Regions from separate parts of the Arachis hypogaea genome. Here region 1 is linked to region 2. A link is a contact called in public Hi-C data. All regions are on one chromosome and are shown on one strand. Each heading gives the region's core, a stretch centred on a gene start, on an enhancer-like site or on the middle of the called end of the contact. The rest is flanking DNA. Distances are from core to core; before and after follow the strand shown.

Region 1 (3,716 bases), core at 219-2,718, 270 kb after region 2:
AATTATGATAAAATTGATTTTAATTAAACATTTGTTATTAAGGGTATTATAGTAAATTTATTAGTAGAGATAAAATTTAGAGTCGATAATAATTTAGCTAAAGATATTTGTTATTAGGAATATTTTAGTAAATTTAAAAAAATTTAGAATCAATAATAATTTAACTAAAGATATTTGATATTAAGGGTATTTTAGTAAATTTAAAAAAATTTAGAGTCAATAATAATTTTAACTAAACATATTTGTTATTAGGGGTATTTTAGTAAAAAATTTAGAGTCAATAATAATTTAACTAAACATATTTGTTATTAGGGGTATTTTAGTAAATTTAAAAAAATTAAAATCAATAATAATTTTAACTAAACATATTTGTTATTAGGGGTATTTTAGTAAATTTAAAAAAATTTAGAATTAATAATAATTTTAACTAAGATATTTGTTATTAGGGGTATTTTAGTAAATTTAAAAAATATTAAACTTTTAGTCATTAATATTTTAATTTGAATGATTAAGGGTAATTTTGACATATTACATAATATGACCAAGATATTTAAACTCAATCAAACAAAAATTTAGTCATTCCTAGGATTATTACATAATATTCCAATGTATTAAATTTTACAACCAAATATGGGAATCATATATTCCAAGTAATCTCATTCCTAGGAATATAATGCCTAGAAATGAGATTACTTGGTAATAAAATTTAATCTTTGAACCACACACATCCTTAGGTATATTTGATTCCCATAGAAATGGAATCTGAGTAACAAAGTAATACTTGAACCACATATTCTAAATGTGTGAACTGTGTATGTAAGTTTGTGGTGTCTAAGATGGAAAATTGTCTAATCCATCTTATTAAAAAAATTAATTTTTATATATTGACATATCTAATTAAATTTATGTATTTAGATAATTAAATAATAAATTTAAAAATTAATTATTATTTACAATATAAATTTATTATTTATATAAAACTTGTTTAGCAGTAGTATCAACTGTGTATAAAAATTAAATTAAAAAAGTAATTAGTAAAAAAATAATAAAGCAATTCTTTCTACTAGAGAGAAAATTTAAATTTTATGTGAAATTGAAAAAAATAAATTAAGTATGTAAAATATAATATTGTAACAAGATTTAAATTGTAAAATTATCAGACCTAATATAAATTTTGTAAGATTGATTAGAATCTGTAATATCAAAAAAATTTAAGAGTTAAATTGAGATTCCAACTAAACTGAGTATATGACGACGTTTGGTAACCCATGACGAGCCAGAAAGTATGGTTCTAAAAACCGAATCGGACCGATAGTTCAACCGGAAACTGGCGAGAAAAAGGTATGGTCTGCTGTCTATAACCGCTCATTTGAAAACCGTTTGAAAACTGCTGAACCGGACGGGAACCGGTCAGTTGGACCGGATTGGAAACCATCCGGTATAAACGGCGCCGTTTTGGAATTTAAAAAAATAAAAAAAATGTCACTCCCGGTCACCCCCCCTTCGCATTCGTGAGTCTCACCCCTCATCTGAAGCCCAAAAATCAACGTTACCAAACCAAAACCCTAGCTTCCTCCTCAACGGTTCTGCCGCAGTGCCGCCGCCGTCCGTGTTGTCGACGCCGTCCGTGACTTCCTCTCTCCCCCTATCCCGAACCCAAGCCCTCTCTTGTAGGCTATAGCTCGGCACGTCGTCCCCATCCTCCGGCTTCTCTGTTCGAGGCTTGGAGCAGCTCGCCGTCGTGTCGCGGCTCGCCGCTCGCGTCGTGTCGCCGCTCGCCGCTCGCCGTCCGTCTCTCCGTCGAAGGTTAGTGGCACTGCTTTCACTTCTTCGGTTCTTCCTTTTATGCTCTGTTGAGTGATTTCTGAATGTGAAAGTGTGAATGGATTAATGGAAAGTTGGAATCCAAATCATTATTGAAATTTTGTGCTGCTGCTGTTTTTTTTTTAATTTCTGAAATTTTTGTTGAACTGCTGCTGATTTTATGCTGGTTTAGTGTGGTTAGTTTATGCTCTGTTTTGTAATGTTTGTTGCTGGATGGTGATTGTTCTTGATTCTTGGCTCTGTTTAGTCTCTTGTGCTGTTGGTAATGGTGTTTTTGATTGGGTTTATCCTTTGAGAGCTACTGTTAGTGTGGTCTGGTGCTGTTTAGTCTCTGTTTAGTCTCTTGTTGAACTGCCAGTGCTGCTACCTCTGTTGCTGTTTCTGTCGTGCCTTGCCATCTTGTTACCACTGATTTCATCTGCCTTCATTCTTGTTCTACTTCAAAATCATGCTAAATTTGTGAGTGTCCGCCCTTTTTGAATATGTTTATAAATAATAAGATTAGACATTGATTTTTCTGATTATGGTTTTGGTCTGTATTTGATGTTGTTCAAATTTCATGATTTTGTTACTGGCTCCTGAAAGTTGGATTTATTTTTCTAATATGCTTAACATCAGAAAGATTTGGAAGAGTTTGTTACTCTCTATTAAGAATGTGCTGAAACTTTGTTAAAATTTGGCTGAAAATTTTGTTATTAGATAGATAGATAGATGGGATATGCCAAACTGAAACTTGAAGGTGGAGAATGTTTCTTATGTCCAGTTGCTTATAGGGAGTGAAAATGGCATGTTACCTCAAAGAGGAATGTTGGCAGCCCCAAGAATGGCAAGCCTTAGGAGCTTGATGAGGCTTGTCACCCTTCATTGGCCCTTTTCATGGATGAGATCAAGATTGGATGAAATCAATAACAACAAGAGTTCTTTGCCTTCTGATTCAATGATAATTTGGTATCTTGCCCTTGAGATTGGAAATTTATGGTTACATTATTGGCTGTTGCTGATTTATCATGCTATGATGCTGAGCTTGGCTATGAGTAGATGATTGAATATTTGTTATTGATTTGGTTAATTCAATGATTTTTTTTTTGGTTTTTTGTGACTATCTTAACGAGTTCAATAGTGATATATTGAATGATATTGTTAATAATTATGAAATCAAATGTTAAATTAGATTTTGGTTGATGTAGTACTTTATATTTGGAAGACATTAAAATTTATGTTGCACTATAACTATGTTTTAGAGTATTTATTTATAATTTATTTATTATTTTATTATAAAACGGTTTTTCCGGTTAGACCACGGTTGAACTGGTTGGACCAGTAAACTAGTGAACTAGTGACTAGAACGGTTTGATGACTGGTCCGGTTTTCAGAACCTTGCCAGAACGAGAAGAAAGTGGCAGTGATCGTGTACGAGTGAGTGTGGAGAGTTCAAACGTGAAGGCGCCATGAGGATCACTCTCGATCCATCATCGGATCCAAGTCCTCAACCAAAACGTTCTCCTCTAACTCTTACTCCCACAGATGAACTCGAATGGGTCCCACTCCCCAAACACCCTCTCTTCTCCACCTCATGCGCTGCCGCAACATCCCCCACTTCCTCCAGGAACCTTCTCGCATGGGACGGAGCCTCCCGCCTCTATTTCTGGGACTACCACGCCAACTCTCTCCACCGCCTCTCTCTCCGCCTCGGCGACCCCGACCCTACCTCCGTTCTCGCCTCTTCCCCCTCGAAGGTGCTCCCTCGCTTTTGCTTTACTCTAGGGTTTTTCATTGCAAGTTGTTAATTATAAATTATTTGAGTTAATTCGAAAATGACAGTGAGTTTTTGAATAGGTATTGCAAACTGACGTGGAGCTCGGCTTTGATGTTGAGAGAATCTCTATCAACAG
Region 2 (3,641 bases), core at 69-2,568:
ATATTAGCATTATTTTTAACCTTCACAGCAACTTTTTGGCCATCATGTGTGCGGGCTACATGGACTTGTGCAAGGGAAGCACTTGCTATTGGAATTGGGTCAAACTCAGCAAATATCTACACAATTAAAAAAGCAAAACTCATCCACCACAATAGTAATATTTCAAGAGAAAAGTCGCAACCATGACTGGAGAAAAATAACACACATAAAGGACAAATGAATCAAACAAAAATATTTATACATTTTCCGGTGTGTCTCCAAGCTCCCTCTTGAATACTTCACATATTTGCTCATATGAAGAAACTGGACATCTATTTAGCATAGATTCCCTCAATGTTATAACATACTCTTGAGGAACCAAGTACTCCTGTTCATAAATAAACATATAAAAGAACAAACAGAGTATTCCCTTTGCATCACTGAGGACGATTGCAATTGGTAAAGTCAGTTATCACCATATATTTTTTTCTATTCAAACAAAAAGGAGAGGCAAAGGAAGTATACCAACTGCCCAAGATGCTGCCCAAGCTTTATATAAATCCCACCATTCTTAAAACACAAGTCTCGAAGTTTCTCTGCTGACCGGAGGTGAACTTCATGCTTGACCATCTCCCTCTCAATGCTTCCCTCCCGCAATCCACGCAGTGAATATTCATAATCTAACAAAACAACGACACAGCAAACCACATTTCATTATTCCAAGCTTCATTCTCACTGAAAAAATAATGTCTGTGAATAAACCAATGTGAAAACACGCGTAGAAACATCATAAATTCATAATTCACAACTCAAAACCTTAATTCAAATTTGAACTATTAATTCAAATAAGGTAAAGACAATACAAATTGATGTGCAACATTGTCAATCACTTTAACCCCAAACAAACTTTTAGCAATAGAAACCCAAACTCAAAACTAGCATCCAAATTTACAGAATTCAATAAGGTAAAAGAAGTAGGATTGAGCTTTGAAGCCAAAAACAAATAAATAAACAAACAAATAAATAAATAATCGATAAAACTGATAAGAATTTTTGAATTTGCAGAAACTTCGGGAACCACGAAGTTTCTGTTAGATCTACAGTTTATTTACCGAACGCAATGTTGGCGGCAGTGACGGCGTCGCGGAGGAGGCGGTGGGGAACGGTGGCGCAGAGCCTGAGAGCTGTTGCGGGGTCGTCAGAGGTGGCAATGAGCGCTGCCGCGGTGCCACCGGCAGCGGCGGAGGCAACAAGAGAGAGCTTCTTTCCTGCGCGCCATAATGAGCCCATCTTTAGGGTCGTGTTTGGTCGTTGTGACTTTGGTCACAATAGGTTCTCTTCTCGTGGCAAAAATAATATATAAAATGAATAAACCAAAAAAAGATATCTTTTAATTATTTATTTGTGAAATATTTTTTAAACAACTATGTTAGATAGTATAAAAATTAGTTATACAATCAGTCATTTATATAGAACACTTTTTTTTTTTTAGATGATAGTAGTATTTTATTCAATAGAAAAATAAATATAATGTCTAAAATTTAGGATAAGAAAAAATAGAAAAAGGAGATTTTTAAATATTTGTGAACAGGTAAAATTATAAGAAGAAAATAATATAGAAAAGTAGATAACAAAAAAATTTTAGGGCACTATGCATAAGGTAAAATAGATAGTTCCTGGTGACTTAAGCGATGTTGCTAGCACTTTTTCCAGAGATTCTGGACATGCTCGAAGACTCGCCGACACTCCTCCTTCCAAATATTTCAAGTTATAATCAAAATCAGTCGAGTTCTTTTTGGGCTTGTTCCTTGAAATTCAGTTTGTAACACCAAATCCCTCCACCAATCGAAGAACAAGGAACATCTATGATCTGGAATGAGATAAGTCAAAGGATTTTTCTTCCACACTAGATTAGCGTCTCCACAGAAAAATAGACAGTGCATGAGTGATTCTGGAGCTGACTTGCAAATTAGACAAGTTGTCGAAGTGGATGGGAACCGTTGGTGGATGAGAAGCAGAACAAGAAGCTTACTATGGAGAATTTTCCACGCAAAGAGCAAAATCTTGTGAGAAATTTTCAGCTTCTATAAATGACTCCAAACTGACATCTGTTGCATGAAGTTTGGATAAAATTCAATGGAGTTATGGTAAAATTGGTAAGCAATTTTGTACCCAGATACAACATCATATGTTTTTCCTCTGTTTATTATCCATTGAATTATGTTTTCACCTTCTCCTGGGGTTATGGAGAGGATTCACTTAACAATTTTTGGAGGGAAAAGATTTGAGATTAATACTTTGTTCCACGATTTATTTGACAAAAACAGGTCTTTCACCTATAACAAATGGTAACTATCTGATAGTAGTACCACAGATGGTGGAACAGTGAAGGGATAAGGAGGAGGGAGCCATGGTTTGGATAAGATTCGGATGTCATCAGAACTTACTTTTTAACTAATGCCTTTCTTTACAACTCGCCTCCCTTCAAGAATATTTTGCCAACTCCAAGAAGATAAGGTCCTTACTTCTGCTGTAAGGATAGAATTAAATCTGAAGTATTCACCTTTAAGTATTCTAGAAAGAAGAGAGTTAGGTTGATACACGATTTTTTTTTCAGCACTGTTTACCCAAAAGAGCCAGGTTTTGAGTTCTGAGATCTTTGAAACCAAGCCCGCTTTCTTTCTTAGACCTGGTCATCTTATCTCAACTAATCCACACCATTGGTCTTTCAGAACCTTGCTTCCCCCACCAGAATTGAGTTAGAATACTATGAATTTTATTTAGCAAGTTGTCCATAAGTTTAAAATATGACAATATGTATATTGGTATGACTTCACCAACTGCTCGAAGTAATATCTGTCTTCCTCCATTAGATAACAAGCACATTTTTCATCCTTGTATCCTTTTAAGAACCTTATCTTTGATTGAGTTAAATGTAACTTTTTTTAGAGCGGTTGATAAAGAAAGATAGACCCAAATATTTATCCTGTGCACCTATGTGAGGAATATTCAGCTGTGCTGTTAAAGTCTGAAAACACTTAACACACATATCAAGGCATCGAATGGTAATAAGAGAGAATTAAAATTAGTAATTTAAGGTCAAAGAAGCATGTTTTCAATCATAGAACAAAATTAGGAAGGAAAATGTAAAACATGCGAATTATCTGAATAAGTGTGAGTTTAGTGAGTAAAATCCACTCAATTAAGTACAAAATATACCACGAAATAGTGGTGCATCAGCTGTTAAGGAGGTTCTAATCAACTCTGGAGTGTTATTATTGAAGAATATGACCGATTTACTAAGATTAACTCTTTGTCCACTGAAACTCTCATAAGATTCCAATAATTCTAGAATAGAGGCACAACTATTTTCCAAGGCTTTACCGAATAGAATAGAATCATTAGCGAATAGTAAGTGATATATAGTTGGGCATCTTCTATTTATTTGAATTCCCCGAATGAGACTATTTTGCTCTACTTTGTGTATCAAGAAGGAAAATCCTTCTTCACATAATAAAAAAAAAGGGGATAAAGGGTCACATTGACATATGCCTTTATTTGATTTTAAAAAATCATAAGGTTGACTTTTCACAACAGAGTAAAAAATGGTTGTCAACAATTCACGAATCCAGTCAATGAATCTCGATTCAAAGCCCAACTTC

What was found. A called contact is a pair of places that touch in the nucleus more often than the background predicts.
Region 1: a Hi-C map of leaf shows a contact between it and region 2, with 4 times the contacts expected there. The contact joins the promoter of LOC112782738 here to the promoter of LOC112784591 in region 2. A contact is called at or near these places in 2 of 8 Hi-C or Micro-C datasets (both in leaf).

The regions. Positions count from the first base shown.
Region 1 is chr20:35,486,800-35,490,515 of arahy.Tifrunner.gnm2.J5K5, forward strand. LOC112782738 (nuclear pore complex protein NUP88) reads left to right here and starts at 1,469. Exons shown (of 10, transcript XM_025825290.3): 1 at 1,469-1,806; 2 at 3,198-3,560; 3 at 3,661-3,716. The coding sequence starts at 3,273.
Region 2 is chr20:35,221,032-35,224,672 of arahy.Tifrunner.gnm2.J5K5, forward strand. LOC112784591 (putative ABC1 protein At2g40090) reads right to left here and starts at 1,319. Exons shown (of 11, transcript XM_025827854.3): 1 at 1,092-1,319; 2 at 505-659; 3 at 242-367; 4 at 21-116. The coding sequence starts at 1,269.